3 separate regions of the Mus musculus genome follow, and regions 1 and 3 are each linked to region 2. A link is a contact called in public promoter capture Hi-C data. All regions are on one chromosome and are shown on one strand. Each heading gives the region's core, a stretch centred on a gene start, on an enhancer-like site or on the middle of the called end of the contact. The rest is flanking DNA. Distances are from core to core; before and after follow the strand shown.

Region 1 (2,779 bases), core at 267-2,766, 510 kb before region 2:
TTTGCTCTGCAGCCCCCACCACTTGAACTTGATGGTCACCAGCTTATAGGCACACATCCTAGGACAGTCAGGGGTGTTTGCCAGCTCCTTCTAGATGAGAAAATTGAAACATTGTGACGTCAGTGTTTAGGTTTTGACTGAAACAGACTGTTATGGAACACCACCATGGACTGAGAGCATTGCTTCTCTCTGCCATCCAACTGTGAGGTCAGCTGCTGTCACTATACAGGAAGCTCTTAACACAGTGAGCCTAAACAGGGAGGCTGTGTTCCCTAACTCCCCTTGGGGATCTGCTCATGACCTTCCACCATTTCTGTGTTTCCAAATATCTCCAATGCAGCAGCAGTTCATAACAGCAGAAGGCCACAGGCGGGGATGCAAATGCACACTGCTCACAGCATGGCCTGTACATGCAGCTTCAGTTCCCAGAGTGCCTGCCACACACTGGCATTCACTCAGATGATGTGGATGGAAAGTCAAGCCTTGTTTGGATAAATGAGGATGTTGTGAGCAACGGTCCTCACTCAGGCTGTGTAGTGGGGCGGGGTGGTGGGGCGGGGTTTCAGCTGTACCCTTGAACAAGAGCACCCCAGAGCGGGGCTTCCTGACCAGTAACACGCACTCATGGAAAGGTGGAGAGGGTGATGAGACCAGCACCTGAGTATCCAGCTGCTCTACCACCCACATAAGCAACTGTGACTTACGTGTGTGCACATACACACGTGTATTTGCAACAACAGAATAACATTGCTGCCTTTGGTGGAGCCATTCATCTGTCATGCAGCAGAACACACTGCTGCTATCAGACATGGAGGGTCACAAAGCTAAGTCAGGTCAGGTCTGGCCACCTGAGTTCAATCACCCAATAACAGGAGCCAGTTTAATAGTGAGAAGAGAAAAAGGAGGTTTACTCAACGTAGTCACACTTCGAGAGGGACAAAAATATGTGGAAAGCCCCTCAAATTCACCTTTGGGGCCCTAAAGTGAGACTGAAGTTTAAACAGAGGGCCAAGGTTATGTACGTAAGCCCTGGCAGGATGGGTACCGCCCCCAACTGACCCACCGTTGTCAGGGCTCAGTTTTATCCTATGAAACATTCATTGTTATTGTGGAGTCTCTTTCTGGAAGACAACACAGCTTCCCCTCTGACAAGCACATTCTCCTTCTCCCAGCACTAAGAGTCCTGGGGAAATCTACGCTGCTTTGAGTCCAATGTTTAAACAATCTCAAGTCAGAACGAGATAGACCCAAGTGTCTCTCGGGAGTATCTTCATTTCTAGCAGACCAGCTAAACTGGCACAAGCCTCCTTCTCCTTGACTGCAGGCCTGGCTCTAAGCTGGGATGAGGTCAGTCAGCTTGCCTCAGAAAACCCAGTTCTGCAGAAAGGATGGTAAGGTGAGCCTCCCACAGAACAGTTCTTCAATATGCAAGGAACCCACGCTGGGACCTTTAGCCCAGTGAGTGCTGCTGAGAATGAGAACATGGCTCCAGGGTCAGTCAGGTCGAGCTGGCACTAGGTCAGGCACATGGCATCCAGCTGTGGCTCCTACTGTACAGAACCCTTCTTCTGCTGGCTTCACTCCTCTGTGTGAACAGGAAGAGCTAAACTATTAGAGTCCACCGAGGTGAACCAGGACTGAGCAAGCTTAGCTCCAAAGCTACAGATGGTAAAGCAAACATGCCCTTCCCATTCAATGCCTGTGAAACCCCTGTCCACACCCTCAGGCTACAGTTTCTACAGCTCAGCCACCACCCCCAGTAACACTGATAGCCCTAAGCAACTTCCAGCTGGGACAAGTCCTGGGTACTACAAGCCACAAACAACTTCATTTCGAACCCTAAGAGTTGCACACAGCATTCCCTACAAAAGTTTACCTGTGTGCCCGTCAGCCTTCTCCCCAAATTGAGAGGAGACTCAGTTCTAATTAAAGGAGTGAGCCAAATGTAACATAAGCGCCCTCCACAGGCTGGACTCTAGCACACAGGGACTCCACAGTGAGCCAGGCTTCCCAGTGATGCTGGCAAGCTACTAAAGCCAATTAACACAGCAATTTATAGAGTTTGCACTTGGCTATAAGAATTATTTTAAAAATTAAATGGGCCAAAAAAAAAATCCTAGTTCTAGAATCAATCACCTCATGTTTATTTATTTTCGATCTTCTTCGTTTTCCATCCAACTTACAAGCAGTTATTAAAAAAAAAAAAAAAAACAACCAACCCTTTGAGGGAAGAATATGCAACCCAACTAAACTCTGCTCAAGTAGACACCGGCCTGCTGCCTTGACTTCCCAGTTGTCTTCTGGAGGTGTCAGCGTGTCACTGGAGTCACACACAAGCTACGTGTCTTCCTGCAGTAGCTAACGTGTGCATGGCACTTTAGGTGTCGTTTCTACGTGTCTTTCTGCGGTAGCTAACGTGTGCATGGCATTTCACAAGTCATTCCTGTTTAAAGGTGACTGATAAAGAATCATCCTGTAATCCAAGCTATAGACTTTGGGTTGGTGGGATGGCCAGTAAGTAAAGTGCCTGCTGCCAGGCCTCACTGCCTCAGTTCAACCTCTTGGTACCACATGAAAGGAGAGAACCAACTCCTGCAAGCTGTCCTCTGACCCTGATGCATGCTCTGGCGTGCATACACATGTGCATTCAAGTGCCTGCATGTATGCATGAATGTTGTGCCTACATGTATACATGTGCACCACATGTATGCCTGGTGCTTGCAGAGGTCAGAAGAGGGCATCAGATCCCCTGGAACTGGTCATGAGACAACATGTAGAT
Region 2 (2,700 bases), core at 138-2,637:
TGAGTTTTTGTGTGTCTGAAACCGTTCCCATTTACACTTTGTCAACTTAGCACCCCATGCACTTTCTCTCTCTATTTTTCTACCTCTCTCATGGCATCAAAGATAAAAGGCTTCCAACACGAGAGATTTTGTGGGAGCCAGCACCTACTTCCTTGTCTTACTGGTTACTCTTGAGTGGCTCACAGAACGCCTGTCTGGATGGCACCAAGCTCATATACTACACTCATGTGTATTGCTCTGCTCTGTATATCATGGGCCTAGCAGCGTTTCAAACCTGAACGGTGCTCTGAAGAGATGAATGTGTGAATAAAACAAAGTGGGTGCGCACTGATATATGTACGCATGCACACAAGAACACACACACAACACACACACAATTAAAAATAAAACAAATCCTCTCAGGTCTCCCCAGCATGCTGTAGCATGCATGTAGAGGTCAGAGATCAACCTTGGGTATTGGTCCTCGACTTCCATCTCGTTTGAGTCTCTTGTTGCTCACCACCGTGTACAGTCAAGCTAACTGGCTTGTGAGCTGCAGGGGAGTCTGCGCCCCCAATCTCTCAGCTCCTCATATTTGTGAGACAAATACTTTATCCATTGAGCTGACTCCCCGGAGCCTCTTCCTCTGTTTTCTCACATCAATCCTGGACTGACCTCCCCCATAAAAGTAAACAAAACAACCCTTTTCTCTTTCTAAGTTGATTTCTCTAGGTGTGTAACAGCTAACAGAAAGCTAATAAGCACAAACGTCCTTCTTCTGGACACTATCTGGTAGGGCCATTCATGGCCTGTGGCATCTATCTCTGCATCATATTCACGAGCACCTATCTGCATCGTATTCACGAGTATCCATCTGCATCGCATTCACAAGCATCCATCTGCACGCTTTCAGAAGCAACAGGTCAACAGGAACATGAGAAAAGCATCTCAACATGAGAGCAAGCAGCAAGGTTTCTGTAAACCTAGGAGACATCACACCCAAAACTATTAAGTTACAACGTCCCTCAAAAGCAAGCAGGAAGGATTCTTCTATTTTATCAAAAGCGAAGGAGAGCTGAGCTTCAGCTTTAATTACTTGTGAATAACAGAATTTTTTTTTTTTTTTTTTCCGAGACAAGAAGTTCAAGCAAGCCGGGCGGTGGTGGCGCACTCATTTAATCCCAGCACTTGGGAGGCAGAGGCAGGCGGATTTGAGTTCGAGGCCAGCCTGGTCTACAGAGTGAGTTCCAGGACAGCCAGGGCTACACAGAGAAACCCTGTCTTGGAAAAAAAAAAAAAAAAAAAAAAGAAGTTCAAGCAAAATGGGCTGCACTGACTCATGCATCTTAGGCAAACACAAACCCTGTTGCTAGGCCTAACTGGCCAGCCCGTGCTTTTTTTTTTCCAAAGCTAACACAGAAAGCCAACGCAGTGTGTCTGCCTCCGTTTGGATTCCAGAAGCTGCCCTATTAAGGCATGTGAAAAGAGCCAAAGGGAGGGCTTCTCTTTTCATCAGAGTTAAACCCCCACCCGCAAAGACACCTTTGTTTCCAGGCTCCTTGTCTCTAAGGCCCTTGCTGCTTTCAGATCTGTGTGGTCGAGTAAACATTAAGTCACCTGACAGATTTCTTCTGCGAGGAGAATCGTGTTTCCAGGGCAACAACCCAAACACATAGATCTGTCCCTTTCCCCCCACCACTCCTCACCCTCCGCCTTTTAAAAAATATTTTATTGCATTTTTCACTTATCTTATGTGTGTGTGTGTAGAATCAGAGGATAACTTTCAGGAGTTTGTGGAGTCTGGGGATGAAACTTGGGCCATCAGATCTTGTGCTGGACCTGGTGAGGAGACATCCCCCTCAGGTCCAGCTGCCCTCCTTCTTTTAAGGATTTCTCGTTCTCTACCTAAACTAGTCAGACCAAAACTTAGGTGTGGATGGTTGCAAGACAGAAAGGGGACAATCTTCCAGAGTCCCATAAGGACAGCAGGGATTTTTCAAGGTGTTCCCAGAACTGAGAACCACAGATGGGGGATGGGGAGTTGGGGGGGGGAAGCTCCAGCCACCTAGTGATGTCACCCAGCCCCACAGGAAACAGAGGCCTAAGGATGTTCACAGGAAAGTGTAGCCAAGATGAAGAATACAATCAGACATCTACAAGAGAAGCTGCAGGATGCTCTCGCTGATTAATTCCAAGCCAACGATTAATCTCCCAGAGTTACAGACGCTCTTACACTGGCAGCAGGCTTTGAGTGAGCCTGGCACAAAACTCTCAAAGCAACAGGGACATGTGAACAGAGATGTCATGCACACTCAAAGGGTGCAGGTGACATGCTTGTTCACCGGGAACAAGACTGGCATCCTTTAAAACATGGCTCAGGAAGTGGCTGGGTTCCCTCAGGGACACTGCCTTCCTGGACCTGCCCCAGTTTTTTGATTAAAAGTAAAAAAAAAAAAAAAAATGTCTGGACCATAGCACAGTCTGATCCACCAGGCAGAGGAGGGGTAGAAAAGGGAGACAGCTGGCAGTTGAGGAAGACAAAGCTCTCAGAGGAATTTCAGCCACACTGCAATCTCAGGGCAAATGGAACCAGAACCCAGCATGAAGTACGCCAACAGTTGCATGGAAAGAGCTGACACCCAACACACACACATATTCATTTACCCTCTCTTCTCCCATTTCCCGCCCCCCATCTCTCCCTCCCCTCTCTCCCTCTGCCAC
Region 3 (2,700 bases), core at 44-2,543, 260 kb before region 2:
AATGCACAGGCTGGAGCAGGGACAAGGTCATAAATTTTCTCTTTTTCTCAATTGTATTAGACTATAAGGCCTATGTGAAAGTCAAACAAGCTGTAACAGAATAAACAACTTCACAAACTCCCAGCAGAGACGGCAGGAAGAGAAGTAGTTGCATGTGACCCGAAGCTGGCGAATGCCAGAAAAGCGGCTTCTCACTGGGACAGCGCCATAAAGCAAGGCTTCCAACAGGAGCTCACCCGCTCAAGAAGTCGGTCAACCAATCGGTGGGATGCACTTACAACTTTGAAGATGCAAGAGCAAACTGTGTGTGCAAAGGGGAAAACAGTGTTACTAAACCATAAAGGGACAATTTGACAGCAGCTGCAATAATGATGTCAAATTAACATTTTGTAATTTTCATCTTGGACTTGGAATACTGACAATATGGTAATTGATGTCAGTTCAGAAAATACCTAGGTATGGCACAAAACTACAAGAAACGACTGTGTCTATAAAATATAAACACTATTTAAAAAAAAAAAAAGCTAGCATAGACTGTTACAGATATCCTCAAAGCAAATCCTATCACATTTCTAAGAAAATAAAAATCCCAGCACTTGGGAGGCAGAGGCAGGCGGATTTCTGAGTTCGAGGCCAGCCTGGTCTACAAAGTGAGTTCCAGGACAGCCAGGGCTACACAGAGAAACCCTGTCTCGGAAAAAACAAAAAACAAAAACAAAAACAAAAAACAATGTGCTGTGTGTTCGATGGACAGAGCATCAAACATGGAAGGCCACTCAAAGGGTTTCATATGACTTTTGTGGGGAAAGAAGGAGCAGCCAGTCACATTTATGTGTGATGTCTAGAACCCACTGAGAAGAGCAGTCGTGGGAATGCCCAATGAAACAGCCTCACTATTTGCCTTTAAAAGTGTTACGCTGCATTTTGAAGACACTTAGCTATTTGGCACTCAGAACTGTGGCGGCATGGTCACATGATTTCTCTCAGGGAAAACTGCAAAGAGAGGAAAGGGCAGAAGGAGACGCTGGGGGCAGAGACAGAAAGTTGTTCGAAGCCCGGACCTTTCACTCCCGAGGCTCCTGCCACTCGTTTCAGATCCACTGTCTACGCATTTATCAGGGAAAATGTCTTCACAATTCTGCCGTTTCGGTGGAGGCAGGTTCTCTGTGCGGCCACTTCAGAGAAAAGGCAGGAGCAGGGGTGGGAGACGTACATTCTCCAGGAACTCAGAGAGCCTGTGCTTTGTCTGGGGACCAAACATGAGGCTTTAACAAAGCAAACACAGAAGCAGAGGAAGCCAGCCTCCGTGGTTCTGTCCTGGAGACCAGGCTGTGTCTCAGGGGACACACTTAGTAGTCATTCTTTAGGGAGTTACTGTGCAGCTTCTTCGCTAATGGAACAGGAGTGTGTCTTCCCTACACAGAGAGGAGCTGGGGCAAATGTCTTTCTTTCATTCTTCCTGATAAGTTTATGACAGAAAGAAACCTGAAATCTGGGAGAGAAAAAAAAATCCATTTCTTTGTGAAGAGAACTAGAATTATCGTGATAGTTCGGTATCTTCAACCTGGCCTTTCTATTATTTCTAAAAGACAAAGGAAGAATGCATTTTTACCCTGATGGACTTAGTAAATAAAAGGAAAAGCTTCCCCAAACCCGAAAACCAAATAACATAATAGAAACGCCCTCAAGCCTGAAAGACAGTGCCCAGAAAGGACTCTGCCCCGGCCTGACTTGTTCACCGGGACTCGGAGCCCTGCCTAGGGTTCCTAGGTTCAAGACAAGGGCCACCATCAGGCCACAACACAGGGCTGCCTTGCCTGCTCAAGTCACCCTAGCTGCAATTCCAAGAGGGTGAAGCCTCCTTCTCTTCCTCCTCCACCATAGCCTGCTCCTATTTCAGGAACCTTGTTTTCTAATCTATTTCCTCCTTGCTCAGGAAATGTGCACAACCATGTTTACTGTGCACGATCACGATGACTCTTCTCTGCTTTCTCACAGAGGACTTTGCAGGGGCCTCCCATCCTGCTGGATCCTCTGAGCCCCTCATGGCCACGGAGGAGAGGGGGTGACTGCACCTGCCTTACCGGCCTAGGCTTATTCAGACTGTTCATTTTTCCCAGTGACAATCACCTCTGTCAAGTCATAGTTCTTGAGCCCCTACTGTGTGCAAAGCTATGTAGTAATTGCGAGGGACACAGTATAGGCCTAAGGACACAAAAGCTGTCATGACAGGATGGCATTCTAGTAGGATGCAGACCACTAGCTCGATCAACGGAGGGGCCCAGTGCTGTGAGGAGTTGCAGTGAGGACGGTGCCTGGCAGTCATCTGCCCTGGCTCACTGACAAGCTCAGCTCCTACAGTCTCACAAGCCACATCCCACGGTATGGTTGTTATTCTTCAGGTAGTAGAAAGGTATTTTCATAAGATTGTTTTTCTCTTTGTAACAGGTCTTGCTATGCAGCTCAGGCTAGCCTGGAATTTTCTATGTAGCCCAGGCTACTGTCAAATTCCCTTGCCTCAGCCTCCAGAGTACTAACATTATAGGCGTGGCCATCATGCCCAACTATTTCAGTGGTCTTGAAAGTATAACAACGTAAAAACAGAATTCTAGGCCTTTAGGCCCAGGCTTGGGAATGTGGCCTTTGTAAAGGTATGCTAATCATAAAAGAGATAGCGACATTCCTCTCCCCACCCGCTTC

What was found. Capture Hi-C pulls out chosen DNA fragments and counts their contacts.
Region 1: a promoter capture Hi-C map of adipose tissue shows a contact between it and region 2. The contact joins two enhancer-like sites. A contact is called at or near these places in 1 of 115 datasets of contacts at active chromatin or transcription factors (large pre-B cells) and 1 of 9 other capture datasets (adipose tissue).
Region 3: a promoter capture Hi-C map of adipose tissue shows a contact between it and region 2. The contact joins two enhancer-like sites. A contact is called at or near these places in 3 of 115 datasets of contacts at active chromatin or transcription factors (astrocytes, embryonic stem cells and stem cell-derived neural progenitor cells) and 1 of 9 other capture datasets (adipose tissue).

Annotation. Positions count from the first base shown.
Region 1 is chr5:111,377,503-111,380,281 of GRCm38.p6, reverse strand. Pitpnb (phosphatidylinositol transfer protein, beta) reads right to left here. Exons shown (of 12, transcript NM_019640.5): 9 at 1-90. Among named protein-coding and RNA genes, the nearest start is that of Gm36027, 23 kb to the right of the region's middle. Within about 2 kb of position 1,516, at least 29 of the 459 cell types and tissues checked have an H3K27ac peak or open chromatin away from gene starts, as enhancers often do. A contact at or near this core is called in adipose tissue, where this site is marked.
Region 2 is chr5:110,868,263-110,870,962 of GRCm38.p6, reverse strand. The region is part of intron 13 of Chek2 (checkpoint kinase 2); the gene reads right to left. Among named protein-coding and RNA genes, the nearest start is that of Ttc28, 10 kb to the left of the region's middle. Within about 2 kb of position 1,387, at least 70 of the 459 cell types and tissues checked have an H3K27ac peak or open chromatin away from gene starts, as enhancers often do. A contact at or near this core is called in adipose tissue, where this site is marked.
Region 3 is chr5:111,127,809-111,130,508 of GRCm38.p6, reverse strand. The region is part of intron 5 of Ttc28 (tetratricopeptide repeat domain 28); the gene reads right to left. Among named protein-coding and RNA genes, the nearest start is that of Gm35628, 110 kb to the left of the region's middle. Within about 2 kb of position 1,293, at least 25 of the 459 cell types and tissues checked have an H3K27ac peak or open chromatin away from gene starts, as enhancers often do. A contact at or near this core is called in adipose tissue, where this site is marked.